Regions from separate parts of the Gossypium hirsutum genome. Here region 1 is linked to region 2. The links are chromatin contacts, called in public Hi-C maps. All regions are on one chromosome and are shown on one strand. The core of a region is the stretch at or near the end of the contact, and the rest is flanking DNA. Distances in the headings are between cores, read along the strand shown. Region 1 has its middle 18 kb from the start of LOC107901571. Region 2 holds the start of LOC107901567 (eukaryotic translation initiation factor 3 subunit L).

Region 1 (2,963 bases), core at 332-2,831, 58 kb before region 2:
CCAACATCATCATGGCCTTCTAGAGCTCTCTCTCTTTCTAATTGATCATTTTGCCTTTTATGATTTTTTAAAATTTCATCATTGAGTCATCACTTAATTTGGTAAAATTACAATTTAGTCTCTCATAATTTTTCACCTATTCAATTTGGTTCTAATTCATCAACTTTCCTTAGTTTCTAGATCATTCCACCCTTAAAATATTTACACTATTGGTCCTTCAACTTTTTCATATTTCACTTTAACCCCTCAAATTTTGAGTATTTACTCTTAGGCAACAAAACTTTTCTCACTTTTGCGATTTAGTTCTTTCTTGAATTAATATATCATAATATACTTCCTAGTGTTGACATAACTCAAAATTCCCCTTTTTATCACTTTATTTCCTTATTTTATTATATCAAAGATAATATCTCACTTTCTTATTGTAGTAATTTTCGAGGTATTACATATAGATTCTCAAAGTGTTAAAAAAATATAAAAAGACATAATTTTCAGCTGTTTGCACACATGGTTCCCAAAATCCACACACCTATATGGTTCATAAGGTCTGCCCAGGTGAAAATATGCTGCATGTGTGCAGCTTTCAGAATGCTCCAATGTTTTAATTTCCACTTGTTTTTCACTCCTATTGCTCCCAAGTGCTCTATTAAGCATCAAAACATGAATATAAAAGATTAGTTATATATAATTCACAATTAATCCCATAGAAGCACCCAAAAATACAATAAGAATGAAGCTAAAATATATTACTATTGACATTTATCAATAGAATTATTTGGTACAAGTGAAACTTTCCAAAAAGAAAACTTGAAAACTTACAATTAAGAAGTAACAATGAAGTGATGTGGTGGTAGTTAATTTAAAGTTAAGTAGAAAATTGTTGAAGAAGTTAAAGCTGGAGTGAGTAAAGTTTACCAATTATTGAACAACAAGAATTGAGGTTAATCTCTTAATGATATGTTGAGAGGGGGATTGAATTTAATCCCACGTATAGCTTTAGGTAAAGTTGTTTTAGAAAGTGAAAGGACCCCAATGGCCGTTCAGCACCACTTTTAATTGGATTCCTTCCCACCTTTAAAATTTATTTCCCAAACAAAATTATTATATTCAATATTCAAAGCTTAAGTTCAGCTTCTTTTTTTTTTAATTATATATATAATTAAATGTATTATATTGTGATGTGAATATTTAAAATATGTTAAGTTTTATAGGTTTATAATTTTAATAAAAGAAATTTATATATTAAAAAATAAAAAAATATGGTTGGTAAGATTACGTTAATCATTTACAATACGTTGTCCCACCTAATTCATAAATACATCTACTTTCTTTTAAAATTAGATTTTTAGTTTTAATATAAAAAATTTATAAATTTATTTCCAACAATTTCTAGCTTCCCCGTAAATATGTTAATAAAATAAAGTTTCAAGTAATATAATAAATAATTCAAAAAATATTTTTATATAAAAATTTTAATCATGAAAATTTAAAATTAATTATAAATTAATAAAAATAAAATTGGTTGAGTTAGGCCCAATGATCTATAAGACCAAGTAGCAAATCAAACCCAGAAGAGGCCTAAAGCGAGGACCTTGACAAGACCAAGGCTAACCCAAGATCGACCCAACATTAACAATTGGTCAAATCATGATTTTTGCCTCCAATTTTTTATTAAATTTGAAATTTCGTTTCTACTTTAATTATTTTGATTTTATTAATTAATAATATTATGTGTCAAAACAGTAGTGTTAAAAAAAATTTTCTATCACTCTATGTGATTTTTTTTTGGAAAAAAAAAGTATAAATCATAAGATTGAGCAGAATTTTTTAATGACAATTTAGTAAAAAAAATATTTTAATAACCATAAAGTCACCTTAAAATAATACAGAGAATTTTGTTTTTTTTCCTCTAATTTCGGATCCTTTTATGAAAATAAATTTTTCCATATTTTTATTCATTTTATGATTTTTTAAGTTAAATTTGATGATCAATATTTCAAAAAGAGTTAAACCATCTTCTTCTTTTTTTAATGAAAATGTTGACTAAAATATTAGTTTTTTTAACAATGTTGAAGTGGTAACCAGCATGATAGTTTACATGTACTTCATACTGAAATGATACTATTTTTCTTATATACTACACCAACAAATAATTTAAAATTATAAAATTATTCAAAAAATAGAAATATTCAAAAAGAATTTTATAAATTAAAAAAATAGCATGAAGTATGAATTGTCATGTGGGATGCTATGTTTAGAATTTAACGCTTTAATTAATATTTTCATTAAAAAAACAATAATGTGACTCTTTTTAAAATATTGATGGTTAATTCAACTCATTTAAAAAAAGTTGAAAGCGAAATTTAACTCAAAAAATAAAAATAAAAATTACAAAAAATAATAAATATAAATATTAATAACAAAATTTATCATTATCATTTAAAAAATTTTACAATCAAATAAATTAAAGCATAACATCTATACTTATGAAAATAATCCCCAAATGAGCCATTGATGGACACCTGTCCATATATATACTTTTTAATGGCATCATGATTTTTTTTTCTTTTTTCAAGTTTACTGTTTTTTATTTTTATTTTAATTTTAAAAGAATTAATATATATGGCAGCTTTTAAAAATCGTTTTATTAAATGTTAATATATTAATTTGTCATTATACTTTAAATGGAAATCGAAATTTACTATTTTATTTCACTTTGATTGATATTTATTATTATTCTTATAGATTATAGATAAATTTATCACTATATTTTAATTTTGAATTGAATTCTGTGGCTTTACTTTTATTTGATTGAATTTTTTCATTAAAGTTAAATTTTTTTAATTAAATTTTGCTATTCATTTTTTATTTAAAATAATTTGAAGATAAAATTTAATAAAAATACTTTTATATTTTAATTTAATATTTAACAATAATAAGTTAACTAATATAATACTAAAATT
Region 2 (3,149 bases), core at 54-2,553:
GGTTTTTGCTCTCATTTTTGGTCTTCTTGCTTTGTTCTTGGGCTCAAGCCTCCTCACATTAGGAAGTAGCTGCTCTTTGCCCCTGTTTTGGTGCTACGAGATTGCTTCATGGGGCTGGTGATTCTATATGGAGGAACTGCCATCTTCCTAAGAAGGAGAGCAGCCATAATTCTTGATGAAGGAGAATTTGGTAGTCAAACCCTTGGTTTAGAAATGTTGGAGGCTAACCCCTTGGAAGTCACCCCAGATGTGGAAAGGCGTGTTAATGAAGGCTTCAAAGCGTGGATGGGATCATCCCTTCTATCATCTGATGAAGAAGATGAACCTGAGAGTTACCACGAAGTGCCTCACGTAACACGTACAAGTTCTAACAGGCAGAGAGTGTGATTCATGTATCAAGTCTCCCAGTGTTCACACTTTTTTGGGGAAATTTTGGAGTGTGGAAGCTCAAGCTTAAGAGCCATTGAACCAAATACCAATAGCTCATGAGCAGAACAGCTTTTAACTGTAGCAACAATCATGATGTCCGGTTGTCGGGCACAGTAACCGACTTTGATAGCTTGTGAAAAGTTCACCAGCCAGGGTGAGCTGTTGTCCTTTTGTGTTTTGAGCCCTAGCCATGAAAGAGCGTTTTAACTAGTCTTTCTTGTATAGCTTGTTTACTTGCCGGACTAGGTCCTCAAAACTTCAAAATTCAGTAATTGAAAGAAAAAAGAAATCACTCAAAGTTATTCACCTGATTGTGCCTTTCATCATCCTAAGTGTGAGTATTACTTGATTTTTATATTACTCGACTCATGAATGAATTTTGTTCATGTATTTGGAGGATTTTTGGAGATCTGGTCTCCACATTCATGTGTTAGACATGAGTGTTGGATATGGGTACTTAAAATAAATATGAAAAGTTTGAGCTATGTTGTTATGATTAATATAGTATCAATTATGAGGTATTACTATTTTGATATAATTTTAGAATGTTTTGTGCAATCAACTAAAAATAGGAAAATAAATGTAAAATTATATTTTCTTTTAATAATTTGTCTCCTGGGCAAGTAAAAGTTTATACAAATTGAATTTTGAAAGGGGTTAAATTGGTAAATGATTAGATATAAATTATTTGTATCAAATTGCTCATCTTAATCAACTTGATACTGTATATGTTTATATTAAAAATATATGAATTCTTTTTTTGCATTTAATTTCTCATATTTCATTAGAATTGGTGGGTTTGATTAGATTTAAATCATGGGAATGGGCCACAAATTGAGCCCAACAACTTTTATAATGTTCTTTCTTCACTAAACCCTAATTTCTCCCCCACTCTCGTTTCACAGTCGACGGTCCATGCTCTCGAGTTCCTTCATCGTGGGCCTCGACTTCAGCAATGGCAACCACCTATGATTACGAGGAGGCTCCCGCCACCTACGACGAAGGCCGCCACCAAGACCTTGGCTACGACCCGAACTTCGTTCCCGACTCCGTTAGGTCGTTTGTCGTCCACTTATACCGTCACATTCGCGAGAAAAATGTGTACGAGATTCACCAAATGTACGAGATCTCATTCCAAACCCTCTCCGACCGCCTCTTCAAAGACACTCCTTGGCCCTCCGTTGACGCCGTCGCTCATTACGTCGACAACGACCAAGTCTTTTGCCTCCTTTACCGTGAGATGTGGTTCCGCCATCTCTATGCTCGCCTTTCTCCCACTCTTAAGCAGAGGATCGATTCTTGGGATAATTATTGTAGCCTCTTTCAGGTAATTACTTATAAATTGTGTATGAATATCTGTGATTTGGTGACGCCGATTAATTGATTATGGAATTCGAAGAGCAACTGAGTAAAAATCGAAATTCGACTTAACTGATCAATTTCATACCTTAATCAACTAACCGATCGAATTAACTGATCAATCTCCTAATCAACTAACTCATAGATTATACTGCCTTAACTTCGGTCGTTCGGTCGATTAAACTATGTATCAGTATCTGTGATTTTGTGACGCCGATTAATTTGATTATGGAAGTGCAATTGATAGGTTCAGTTGTAGAAAATCAACTTAACTGATGAATTTGATACTTTATTCGACTAACCGATTGACTTATCCTTATTGATCAATCTCATAATCAAGAAGCCCATCGAGTGTATTGTCTTAACTTGGATCGTTTCAGTCGGTTAAACTGAAAATTTATTTTTTTTCCTTTTTCTCTTGTTTTCTTCTAAGCATGAGAAATGAAATACGGAATCAGTTGGGGGCTTTGGTTAAAATTTTATATATGATATGTTTATTATAAATTATACATATTTAGAAAATTAAAATAATATATATTAGTTGACTAAGGGGTCTATTTAGTTACAAAGTCAATAATTGATTACTGATTGACTTAACCTATTTAATGGCTGACATAATCGAATTATAACTGACTTGACTTGAGGCTATCAGTTAAGTTAGTTAGTTTGGATAGATTTTGCTCATCCTAGATTTTATTGGTTTGGTTTTGGTTCAGGTTGTGTTGCATAGGGTAGTTAACATGCAGTTACCTAATCAATGGTTGTGGGACATGGTGGATGAGTTTGTGTACCAATTCCAGAGTTTTTGTCAATACAGAGCTAAAATGAAGAATAAAACCGAGCAAGAAATCGCTCTTCTCCGTCAATATGATCAGGTAATGTAATTCCTGCTGATTCAGTGATAGCTACTTAAAGCAGAATGTAATTTCAAGTAGTTGTAATTGCTATCTGAAGTTACTTCTCTTTGTAGGCATGGAATGTGTATGGGGTGCTTAATTACTTGCAAGCATTTGTGGAGAAGTCAAATATTATTCAGATATTGGAGCAGGAGAAGGAGGGTCTTGAGCAATTTACTGCTACTGATGGATATGATTACAGTGGTGGAAGCAATGTGTTGAAGGTGTTGGGGTACTTCAGTATGGTGGGTTTGTTGCGAGTTCATTGTCTTTTGGGTGATTACCAAACCGGGTTGAAGTGCTTGCTTCCTATTGACATCAGTCAACAAGGTGTTTACACCAGTGTTATAGGAAGTCATATTGCAACCATATATCATTATGGTTTTGCCAATCTTATGTTGCGGAGGTATGTTTTTATTTGCTACTTTACCATGTAATAAGTTAGCCTTTTTTAATGTATTTACT

The links. A called contact is a pair of places that touch in the nucleus more often than the background predicts.
Region 1: a Hi-C map of leaf shows a contact between it and region 2, with 2.1 times the contacts expected there. The contact joins the enhancer-like site here to the promoter of LOC107901567 in region 2. A contact is called at or near these places in 8 of 34 Hi-C or Micro-C datasets (all in leaf).

The regions. Positions count from the first base shown.
Region 1 is chrD06:22,032,664-22,035,626 of Gossypium_hirsutum_v2.1, reverse strand. No RefSeq gene overlaps it. Among protein-coding and RNA genes, the nearest start is that of LOC107901571, 18 kb to the left of the region's middle. Within about 2 kb of position 1,581, at least 1 of the 9 cell types and tissues checked has an H3K27ac peak or open chromatin away from gene starts, as enhancers often do. A contact at or near this core is called in leaf, where this site is marked.
Region 2 is chrD06:21,974,125-21,977,273 of Gossypium_hirsutum_v2.1, reverse strand. LOC107901567 (eukaryotic translation initiation factor 3 subunit L) reads left to right here and starts at 1,303. Exons shown (of 8, transcript XM_016827625.2): 1 at 1,303-1,756; 2 at 2,505-2,663; 3 at 2,759-3,090. The coding sequence starts at 1,385. It also overlaps LOC107901568.